Linked DNA regions of Rattus norvegicus: regions 2 and 3 are each linked to region 1. Evidence: chromatin contacts called from public Hi-C data. All regions are on one chromosome and are shown on one strand. The core of a region is the stretch at or near the end of the contact, and the rest is flanking DNA. Distances in the headings are between cores, read along the strand shown. Region 1 has its middle 230 kb from the start of Actl7b. Region 2 has its middle 120 kb from the start of Actl7b. Region 3 has its middle 340 kb from the start of Actl7b.

Region 1 (3,378 bases), core at 470-2,969:
AGACCCACTGGTGTACTGAAAGAAGTTCAGTGGGCTTCCAAGACTCCATTTGCATCTCCTTCACCAGATTCTTAGCTGTTCAAAACCGGCCCAATCAAGGGAATTTAGAAAATATACTTGTCACTAGCTTGCCTCATTAACTTAGGTTTTAAAATAAACTGCAGAATGAACGGGTAGGTATCTGTGTGGGTTTCAAGTTGCACGACTCCTTAAGGGTCCTGTAGCAAACAGTCCAGCCCCATGTGGAGCCTGCACAAAGCACTTCCTCACTAGATGATCCCCTGAGGCTTCTTCCTTTGTAGCTTCTTGGCTTGCTTTCTCCCTGGGCTTCTGGGATAGAGGCCACACTTTGGATCTTGGTGGTTAGAACATACAGAATTCAAATCTTCCCATAGACTTCTCCAAATGATACAGGCTAAATCCAGCTGAGGAGACTCAAATAATCTCTCAGGTTTCTTCTGCTCTTCAGTCAGTCTGGTGTTCTCTTCTCAGTGGGATATGAATTTTATTGCATCAAAGAGCTACCCATTTCTAAGGGCATTTTGCTATCTTCAGACATGCATTTACTTGATACACACACATGCACACACACACACACACACACACACACACACACACACACACACACACACCAGGCAAATACATGTATATATTTATTTCTACAACTTTGTTTATAGCAAATTGACACACTAGTGGTTTCACTGATATAAAGATTTCCTGGTGATGTCAAAGGCCAAAGAATTCCCTTTATCTTCTGATGAATAACTGCTACCTTGTGATATGAAATGACATATCCCAAGTCAGGTGTCTGACCCATAGCTGAGCCAGGGGGTCACATGTGGATTCTGTAGCCTGCAAAGCTATAGTTCTAATCCCACGTGTCTGGGTTCATTCCTAATTTGGGCTCTGTGCAAATAAAATCATGGAATTGTAAACAGGCCAGGAGAAGAAATCACGGGACACTTTGCAAGCAGTAAAAAGGTTTGAAAGTCTTGCACCCAATCCAGTGTCTGTAGGCCAGACAGTAGTCTTGGATAGTTCTTTAAGAGTCACACTAGATGGCAGTGTTTTAACGTCAACAGGCAAAGGGATTTTGCTGCTATTTTGAAGAATAGCCTAGGACAGCAATTGCAAAAGGCTTGACAAGGGCATCTCCTTGGAGCTCGGGTTCTAAGAACAATGAATTCAGGGCTCTGTTGTGACTTGAGGCTCCAGCATGAAGCAGACCAGGTTCTGGTTATGTAATAAATGAGACCATAGTTCTCAGTCACTGACTATGAGAACCACCTGCCATTCAGACTCACAGGATTCAGAGTAGGGATCAAACATCCCTGCTTTATCAAGAATTCTTACGTGTTCCAGTGTCTTGAGATCCCTTATAGTCTTTGTCCAGTGAGGTTGTCTGCCCTGGGTTGCAAGATTCTGGTGTGAAGGAGTGCACCATGATTCCTGTTGATGACATGTGGTAGTTGTTGAGGATGCAGACATGAACAAACCATGATTAGGAAGTTCCAGATCCAAGGTGAGGCAGTATTTGGAATCCTAGATAAGGCTCAGGTATGTCAGAGTGTCGCTACAGCCCAGTCCCTGCTCTGCCCTGCATAGCCTCGAGCCAATCACTTGATTACTCCATGACTCATTCATTAATGGGCTTTGATGAGATTTCTCACTTGAAAAGTGAGGACCATGGAAACAGTCCCCTCCAAGGATCTGTCCAGCTACACTTCTGGGGACAGCACCCTTTCTCAGTCAGGTTCTGTTTTCCAATCTGCTAGATGAGATGGTCTCACTTGGCTTGGAATCTGTCATTTCGGGTTGGACAGGAGGCACTGCTCCTGCTGGGAGGTTGGATGTTTTTCACTAGTCAGTGGTATCATTAAAAGCCAACAAACTAGCTTTTTGATAATGAATCCTATAAAACTAGTTCCAAGGCTGTGGACTTCGTTCCAGATGCTCAGGGACAGCTGGAGGGTATCTGTGAGCTTCAGAGAAAGCCCCATGTTTTGTTCTCTTCCTCCCTTCTTTAAATCACTAGCTTCAATCCACCACTAGAATTTCTCTTATGAGAAGAGCACCTCTAGAAGGTTGTTCTGTCCTCTGTTTCCGGAGGGCCACAGGGCATATTCGGGAGTGGGAGGGATCTTCACTGACAGCCTGCCATCCCTGATATGCAATATGTGCTGAGGGAAGATTTAAGGAACACACACCAGCTCTTACTCATCTTGCTCATTTTAATACCTGGCTTAGGGCCTGGTTCAGAGTAGGTGTGAGCAGATGTTTGTTGAATTAAGTTTCTGTAGTTTAAAGAATTAAGTGTGTCAAGCTGACATTGAATATTCAGATTTCAGCATCAGAAATAGCTTTGATGCTATTTGTGTCTTACAGACAGAAAATTTTGAAATAGATCATGTTTCTCTCTTTGCATTGCCTGCTAGGAAACTCAAAGGTAAATTAGTGGACCATCCATCTCTAGTAAATAACTAAAATATAGATCTGATCTTATCTCCCCACCTTGTGTGTATGTGTGTGTGTGTGTGTGTGTGTGTGTGTGTGAGAGAGAGAGAGAGAGAGAGAGAGAGAGATTGTGTGTGTGTGTGTGTGTGTGTGTGTGTGTGTGTGTGTGCGTGTGTGCATATGCGCCTGCCTGGCGGGTGTCACCTTGTTTGTCTCAAGGTACTGAATTATTAAACCTGCCTCAAATTCTTTAAGAACAAGGAGCAACTAGCTCATTAAATCTGAGTCAGTATCTGGGACAATTCCTGGTATAGAACAGAAGGTCAAAATAGTATTTAATAGTGAACAAATTAATGACATTTTATCTGAATCTTAAGTTTGAACTTCAACTTTTTAAAAAAAAAATCGATCAGCCCCATACTCATATTCTTTTAAAACAAACAGGGAAAGTGAAAAATCATGCTGAGAAATAGATGCAGCTGGACAGAGCGACCAGTGTGAGATCATGCACACATACGGTGGCTCTAAGATGGTGCCCAATTGTGGTTTTCCTTCTGATCTACCTACTGCATTTTTCATTACTCTCAAATTTCTTCTTTGGAGAGGGAGGGAGGGAGGGAGGGAGGGAGGGAGGGAGGGAGGGAGAGAGAGAGAGAGAGAGAGAGAGAGAGAGAGAGAGAGAGAGAGAGAGAAGTACTTATCAAGAGAGCAATGTCATCTGCACTGATGGACCTGCCATGATCCCATTCATTGGTTCTCCTTCACTGTTACATGGTGGCTCATCTGATGATTCCCAGTATGAATTTCTTTCTAAAATCCATATGGAGGAACAGTGAGATGTGCTGGTAGCTCCATTCATCAGATAACCTGCAGGCTCCCTAAAGGCAAGGAGGGGACAGTTGGCCTCCCGATGTTTATCTTGGA
Region 2 (3,378 bases), core at 477-2,976, 110 kb before region 1:
CACAGTTCCTGAACTCAAAGAGAACACTAGGTATCCATTTCTCGGGGAAGGCACCTTTAGTGTCTTTTGTAATTCCTCGAGGATGCTCTCAGGGTTTCTGTTGTGTTACAATTGATTTCAGAGTGTTGCAGATGTTTAAATGTGTGTCTAACTTCTTCAGCTTTCCAGGAGGGAAGAGACCACATGTTCTCGCTCATAGTTGAAGTCAACACACACACTTCATGCTAAATGCATACACGAGCTCACGCACAAGGTGAGCTCCATGCAGCTCCATAGTCCTTCAGGGTTCGAGTGTTCGCCAGTATGTGTGGACATACATACCGGAGAAGGACAGCTATTTCCTTATTCTCTGTGCAAACTCCATTCGAAGATCTCTAAGACGCACTTCGCTGAAATCTTAGTGGTAGAACAGGTTTTTGACACTTGGCCAGCAAATCTGGCAGAGTCAGGTTGCTCTCTTTAAGAAGATTAATTAAGGAGGACTTAAGAGAAGGGATGGGTGAACTGGTTACTAACAAGTAAGAACCAGCCGTAAGCTCAGCCCTATTTCGAGAACACACCGAAGTAGCATCTTCAAGGTTGAGCTTGGCTTGGCTCAATTAATCCTTCTCTTCTTTGTGTGTTTGCTGCTCCCACACCCACCTCAGCCTCTCTCACTCATCCTTGCTAAGCCATGAGTCACGCACAGTAGGCTCCCTCTCTTGTTCTGCTAGGCCTCATACTTTCTTCACCTCGATGTCCTATGAGGACAGAGAAGACTGGGGGTGGAGGGAGTCTTAGGTAAATAAACCATTTTGTGTCTTTCAGAGAGAAGGAGGCTTGAGTGGGCCCCATGATTCATGGCAAGAGGAAGATTTGGAGGAAGGAGGAGGGATGGGTTGGATGAGGATCAGAGAGGCATGAAAGGAGGTTGGGCTGTCTCGTGGGGATGGTTGGGAAATGTCTAGATAAGGTGTGGAAGGCTTCAGGCAGGTGGGCGAAGGACTGCAGGCAGTATGGGAAGTACGTTTTTCAAACCTGATTTCACTTTATTGGTGGAGAACATTTACACAGTTAATCATCACAGATAAAAGACAATAAACTAGGGTAAAATGCTGCCACAAACATTATGAAGACACTGATAATCTTATGGAAGAAATTATTAATTAGTTAATTAATTGGAAAGAGACTAAAGTAGAGAATGGAAAAATGGGCAAGTGATTAAAAAATAAAGAAAGAAAGGAAGGAAGGAAGGAAGAAAGAAAGAGACTGAAGTAGAACAAACTTGGACTTGAATGCCCTCATTGGGAAACCTTGGTTTTCTGTCCTTCAAATTGTGCATCCTTCAGATGGTACCTCTCTACTAAGTCCCCTCTTATATCCTCATCCGTTGTATACTGCTTTTTTCCTAGAATGCTGATCTGAGACCTTGCAGACTAGAGTCTTGCACACCCAAGCAGGGCAGGACACATGCTCGCACTGACTTGTCTTCTTGACTCCAGCCAGAATGAGTCATGTGGTCCAGCACATTGTCCACATGATCCATGTGGTCCGAGCAAGGTACAGAATGTCTCAAATGAGGACAAGCTCAGATACTTGAGGACGCATGGTGATAACCCATGGGGGGGGGGGGACACAAAATCTGAGATGCCTTGTGCATTAGAGACCAGTTAGTAGTGTTGGTATTATTGTCTTTTCCCTTAAATTCCTGGGTTTTTGCTTTCCCTTAGACCAGTAGTTCTCAACTTGTGAGTCATGACTCCCCTGGGGGTCAAATATTAGATATTTACATTATGATTCATAACAGCAGCAGAATCCCAGTTATGAAGCAATGAAAAAACTTTTGGTGGAGGTTATCACAACACAAGGAACTGTATTAGAGGGTCACAGCATTAGGAAGGTTGAGAACCACTGTCTTAGACGAAGACATGTTCTGCTGAAATTATTCATTTCGCAAACTTTCTGAAGACCATTCAAGCAGTAGTGTGCATCTGGGCTTTAGACAGAGATATGAGGAGTGGGGACTTATGTTCACTGTCTCAACTTCTCCAGGATGATGGATGGAAAAGTGAAGTGTGTCAACAGACCATCCATGGAAGGTTGAGCGCATACCGAACATGCTATTCTGTATAAGCCCTTTGCTTATGTCATCCCATTTAGAATCATGCTAGGGGACAGTCAGATATCACCTACGTGTCTTAGGCCATTGAGAAGATCTCTTGGCTTTCTGAGGGGCGGCAGTGAGCTGAGTGAGGATCATTCTAAAACTTACCTCCAGCATCCAAATTCAGCATCTCTGAAACCTGAGATGGACTCTGCATGCTGCGTCGATAGCTGGGCAAGACACTGGAGGGCAGTGTGGTGCAGTGGATTGAGCTATGGGTTTGGCATGGAGGGATTTATTTGGGCGTGGTTTTGAAAGCTGTGTGGCCTTGATAAAGTTAAACAACCGCTCTGGGTCTTTATTTGCTAGCCCCCAAGTGAAGATAATCAATACAAGACTCATCTTGGGTTACTGTTAGAATCAGATTTTAAAAAGTAAGGTTTTGAAAATGCTTTCCAAATGGCGAGGAGCAAAACATATGATTCTAATATAACTGTGAATTATTTGGGGGGGGGGGGCCCAGAAGTCCTTCCTGAACAACAACAAAAATTTTCTCTAAGAAGTCCTGTTAAGCATCGAAACTTAAAAGACTTACCTGTGGTGGTTGTTTGCCTTTTGAGGTTCAAACACACTGTGGAAGACAGCACCGAATAAGTGTGCACTCCTGTAGACGCAGGATCCTGTAAAGGCAGGATGAGAAGCCAGGATAAAGAGTTTAAAGCTTGTCAGTTTTATCTTCTAACAGGAAAGCAGATGGTCAAGAGTCCAAGAAAGGCACCTTTGGATGGGAAGGAGGAAAGGAAAGGCACCAAGGTGGCTTGTTCCCGAGTCAGGCAGATCCCGTTGCACTGGGGACTTTGGGTTATAGTTCTTTTAGAGTCACAGGCCAGACGATTTAGCCCACAGCCTGTGGAACTTCCCTGGAAGAACTCTCTCTTCCAGAGAAGAACTGAACTTCCGGCTGCTTAGATCTGCATATGTGAAAGGCGACTTACAGAGCAATTGCGGCGGGGGGGGGGGGGGGGGGGGGGGGGGGGGGAGGGGTCAATAGAAAGTGAAAGTGACCTTGGGCTGGAGAGTGTGTTAGATAGACTCGCTGCTGCACTTAGGGTCTTGGGGCTGGTAGGAGGGCTTCCCGTCCATACTGCCTCAACAGCGGTCAGACATGACTTTTCCAGAGTCTGTGTGTCTCTTACTTATTAGAAAGGGTTTGATTTATTTTGATTTTATGCATGTGCATGTCTTAGTCTGAGTATGTAAACATGAGTGCACGCACCAGCAGAGTCCAGTGGAAA
Region 3 (3,378 bases), core at 344-2,843, 110 kb after region 1:
GACTTGTGTTCACAGTGAGTGTAGGAGAAGGCCCTGGAGGTTCTGAGAATGACTGTATCGCTTAGTCACTGCCCGATCTTTGGCAAATTAGCTGACGTTCGTTCCTCTTAACACTTCTCATCCACAGAACACAGAGCCATACAGAATTACCTTTCCGGTCCTGTCCAGCATCGATGAGCTATGATTTGGTTTTGCTCCAACTACACAGGAAGAAGGAAATGCATTCTAAGTTCATCGGTGCCATGCACCGTCCCCCAACCCTCCTGTCCCCGGCCGCCGTGGTCAACATTGTTAACGAGTGGCTTCATTAATTGTGACTCAAAAGAGAATTTCACCAATAGTACACACCTTCCCAAACTAGAAGCCATCCTCTCCTGCAGGAAGGAATAAAACTGGGAGATGACAGGTATTTTCTGGGGATTTGATATGAAAAAATGTCCGTATAGTTTGGTGGCAACATTTTCTTTTAAATCTCTGCTGCCCTTTTCTGCCTCAAGCCTCCCTCTTACAGGAAGGAGAGAAAAAGGAGGATGCTTCACACTCGCAGTGATTCAAACTCTCCAGTGAGTGAGTCTGTGAATGTCAAGAATTGCAAACATGAGTTAGTCACCCCCATTTTCTACCCTAAATTGATCTCTATAACCACAGAGGAAGTATCCTCCGCAGAGAAGTGTTTGTTCCTTAAAACATCACAGAGACAAATTAATATTTGGATCTGAGTTCCATGGAGCTTTTTTGGGGAAGCCATTTTGGGTGGAGACAATCAAACTTCTTTTCGTCCTTTGCTCGAAGGGAATCTATTTATATCAGCACACTTGTCCGTGCGAAGAATCCTGAGACACTGAGAGATGGCTCCGTGGGAAGCAAGTGTGAGGGTCTGAGGTTGAATTTTCGGAACCGGATGTGGCTATGTGTGTCTGAATACAGGGAAACAGAAGCAAGCAGATCCCAGGAACTTGCTGGCCAGTCAGCCTAGCTAAAAAGACAGACTTCCAGTTCATGAGGAGACTCAAGGCACTTAGGCTGTGAGTGATAGAAGAAGGCACGCAATGTCTTTCTCTAGCCACCGCGTGTGCACACAGTCAGGCACATCTATACATTCATTGGGGTACATTGCATTCAACTCCTCCCCCCAGAGAACTTGACTTTCCTCCGACAAGCTTTGACAAATACAAAAGATCAATAGTAGTCATGTGTTAGTTTTCCTTAATAAACAACTTCAGGCATCTACCATGGACATGGGATAATGGCAGTGTGGACTAGAGATGATTTAAACCTTGAAAGCCTGATATTGGGCAATTAACAATAAACTCATTATTGCTTGATGCATTTGCTCAAACAGAAACCACATGTGACTGGGAATTTGAAAACTGAACAGGCATTGGCAAATGTTTCCCAAATATAATACACCATCCTGACAGCTAATGCATCAGCAATGTTTACTTCGGCAAATGTTTCCAATTTGGAGGAAGGGAAAAAAGAATAGAGTGTCTAATAATAACCTCTTACATCTGATACAGTCTGGGGCTTTGGAGTTTAAAAAGCACTTTCTATGTATACATCCGCTCAGCTGATCGCTCAAACCACCCTGGGAGGTGGGTGGGATGTACTTTATATTATTGTCCAACAATTTGTAGCTCCCCAGCTTGCCATGCTGCCTCGTGTCTTGTCATTTCGCACATGCTCTTCCTGAGCCCTGGAACACCCTCTTCTCCCTTCCCCTGCCCCATTTCTCATGTAGATTATTCCCAATCAACTTTGAAAAATCAACATGGCTGATGCCTCTTTTCAAATAGCCTGGCAGCTTCCAGTCTGGCATAAATGTTTCCCTTCCATTTCCCCTCTGGCCTGTGCCACAGGGCATGGACGCCTTGCACTGAACCCGTCTCTCAGTTTTTCTGTGTGTCGCTATTCTCTGCTCTAGCTTGAATGCATAGCTTCATCTTATTTAACGTCTGTAGCATCCTCTATTGTCCCTATCAAATAGTGAGGGCTCTAAATATCTATTGAAAGAGAGAGGGTTTCTCGTTTGTGAGGGGTCAAACGGGTGTTTACAAATTCAACAATCTAGTGAGGGAGCGGTAAGGGCTGAGCTGTTGCTGGTTTCATAGTCCAACAGTCTTTGTTCAGTTTAACACTATGTCTGCTTAGCTCATTTCTGTCAAAATACATGAGATTATTGATAAAAAATGAGAGTGTCCAGTGGATATTTCTGTGGTTTATAGAAGAAGGCATTGGAAATACGCTAACTGCTTTTCTTAGTTCTTTCTTTTTTTCTTTCTTTCTTTATTTTAGATTTTCTTTTCTGAGCATGGGGTGTGGGTGTGCACAAGCCACAGTGTGCATGGAAGAGCAAGGATAACTTGTGAGAGTTGGTTCTCTTCATGCAGGTTATGGGAATTGGACGCAGGTCACCAGGCTTAGTGGCAAGCGCCTTTGCTCACTGAGCCATCTTACCAGCTCTTATTTTTCAGTTTTTAATTTGTTCTTTACTTCCTATTTCTTCCAAGTAAGTGTGGCAGCTCAAGTTAAAGTTTATGTAAAACAAATATAAGAGAGAAAAACAACACAGGGACAATAGGAGGGAAAGAGAGAGACCACTGTATGAGGAATTCTTGACCAAGAGTTATGATGATAGTTGATCTTCTAACTTGGCCTAGACAATGCCAGGGTTTAAGCAGGCAGGGGAGCAGGGCATGACCTTACCAGTATGTGAACGGAATCCCTTGGGTGGATTTTTGCCTCTAATATTAAGCACTAAGAGGAATTCATTGCACACATAATGATTTGAATCCATAAAAAGCATGATGAAATATACCTTCACTTGATGCTCATAACAGAGAAATTCATTCACGGAATGCTTATCAAATGCCTCTCATGTGTCAGACACATTGATGAAGACTGGGATAAAGGCTCAAAGATGAAATGAGGAAGGGCGTCATGTAAGGGACCATAGATGTTGCTGGTTTTGAACAATAACTATAAAACATACACAGTATCAGAAAGAAAGAGAAAGTAACAACTAATGTTACCTTAGAGACTAGGGTTCCTAATTAGTGCTTCCTTGTGACTGTGTGTGTGTGCATTTAGAGTCCAGCAGTCAGTGTCAAGTGTCTTCCTTTTGTCTGTCTTCTTCTGTTTTGAGACAGGGTCTCTTACTAATTCTGGAGCTGGTCAGTTGGCCAGATTGTTTAGCCATCAAGTTCCGGTGACCTTCTTGTCTCTAGTTTTTATAGCCAGCACCGAGATTACACATTATATTTTATATACTCCCCATTACCAGCATATATATATATATACATATATACATACACAAACACACACACACACACACACACACACACACAATTTGTAACATGGTTCCTAGAGATCTGAACA

What was found. Hi-C and Micro-C count contacts between places; a contact is called where the count stands out from the background.
Region 2: a Hi-C map of the Rat2 cell line shows a contact between it and region 1, with 4 times the contacts expected there. The contact joins two enhancer-like sites. A contact is called at or near these places in 2 of 12 Hi-C or Micro-C datasets (the Rat2 cell line and Schwann cells).
Region 3: a Hi-C map of mammary epithelial cells shows a contact between it and region 1, with 2.5 times the contacts expected there. The contact joins two enhancer-like sites. A contact is called at or near these places in 5 of 12 Hi-C or Micro-C datasets (the A7r5 cell line, the Rat2 cell line, kidney and 2 more).

What each region holds. Positions count from the first base shown.
Region 1 is chr5:76,008,407-76,011,784 of GRCr8, reverse strand. No RefSeq gene overlaps it. Among named protein-coding and RNA genes, the nearest start is that of Actl7b, 230 kb to the left of the region's middle. Within about 2 kb of position 1,719, at least 3 of the 93 cell types and tissues checked have an H3K27ac peak or open chromatin away from gene starts, as enhancers often do.
Region 2 is chr5:76,118,784-76,122,161 of GRCr8, reverse strand. No RefSeq gene overlaps it. Among named protein-coding and RNA genes, the nearest start is that of Actl7b, 120 kb to the left of the region's middle. Within about 2 kb of position 1,726, at least 8 of the 93 cell types and tissues checked have an H3K27ac peak or open chromatin away from gene starts, as enhancers often do.
Region 3 is chr5:75,903,151-75,906,528 of GRCr8, reverse strand. No RefSeq gene overlaps it. Among named protein-coding and RNA genes, the nearest start is that of Actl7b, 340 kb to the left of the region's middle. Within about 2 kb of position 1,593, at least 1 of the 93 cell types and tissues checked has an H3K27ac peak or open chromatin away from gene starts, as enhancers often do.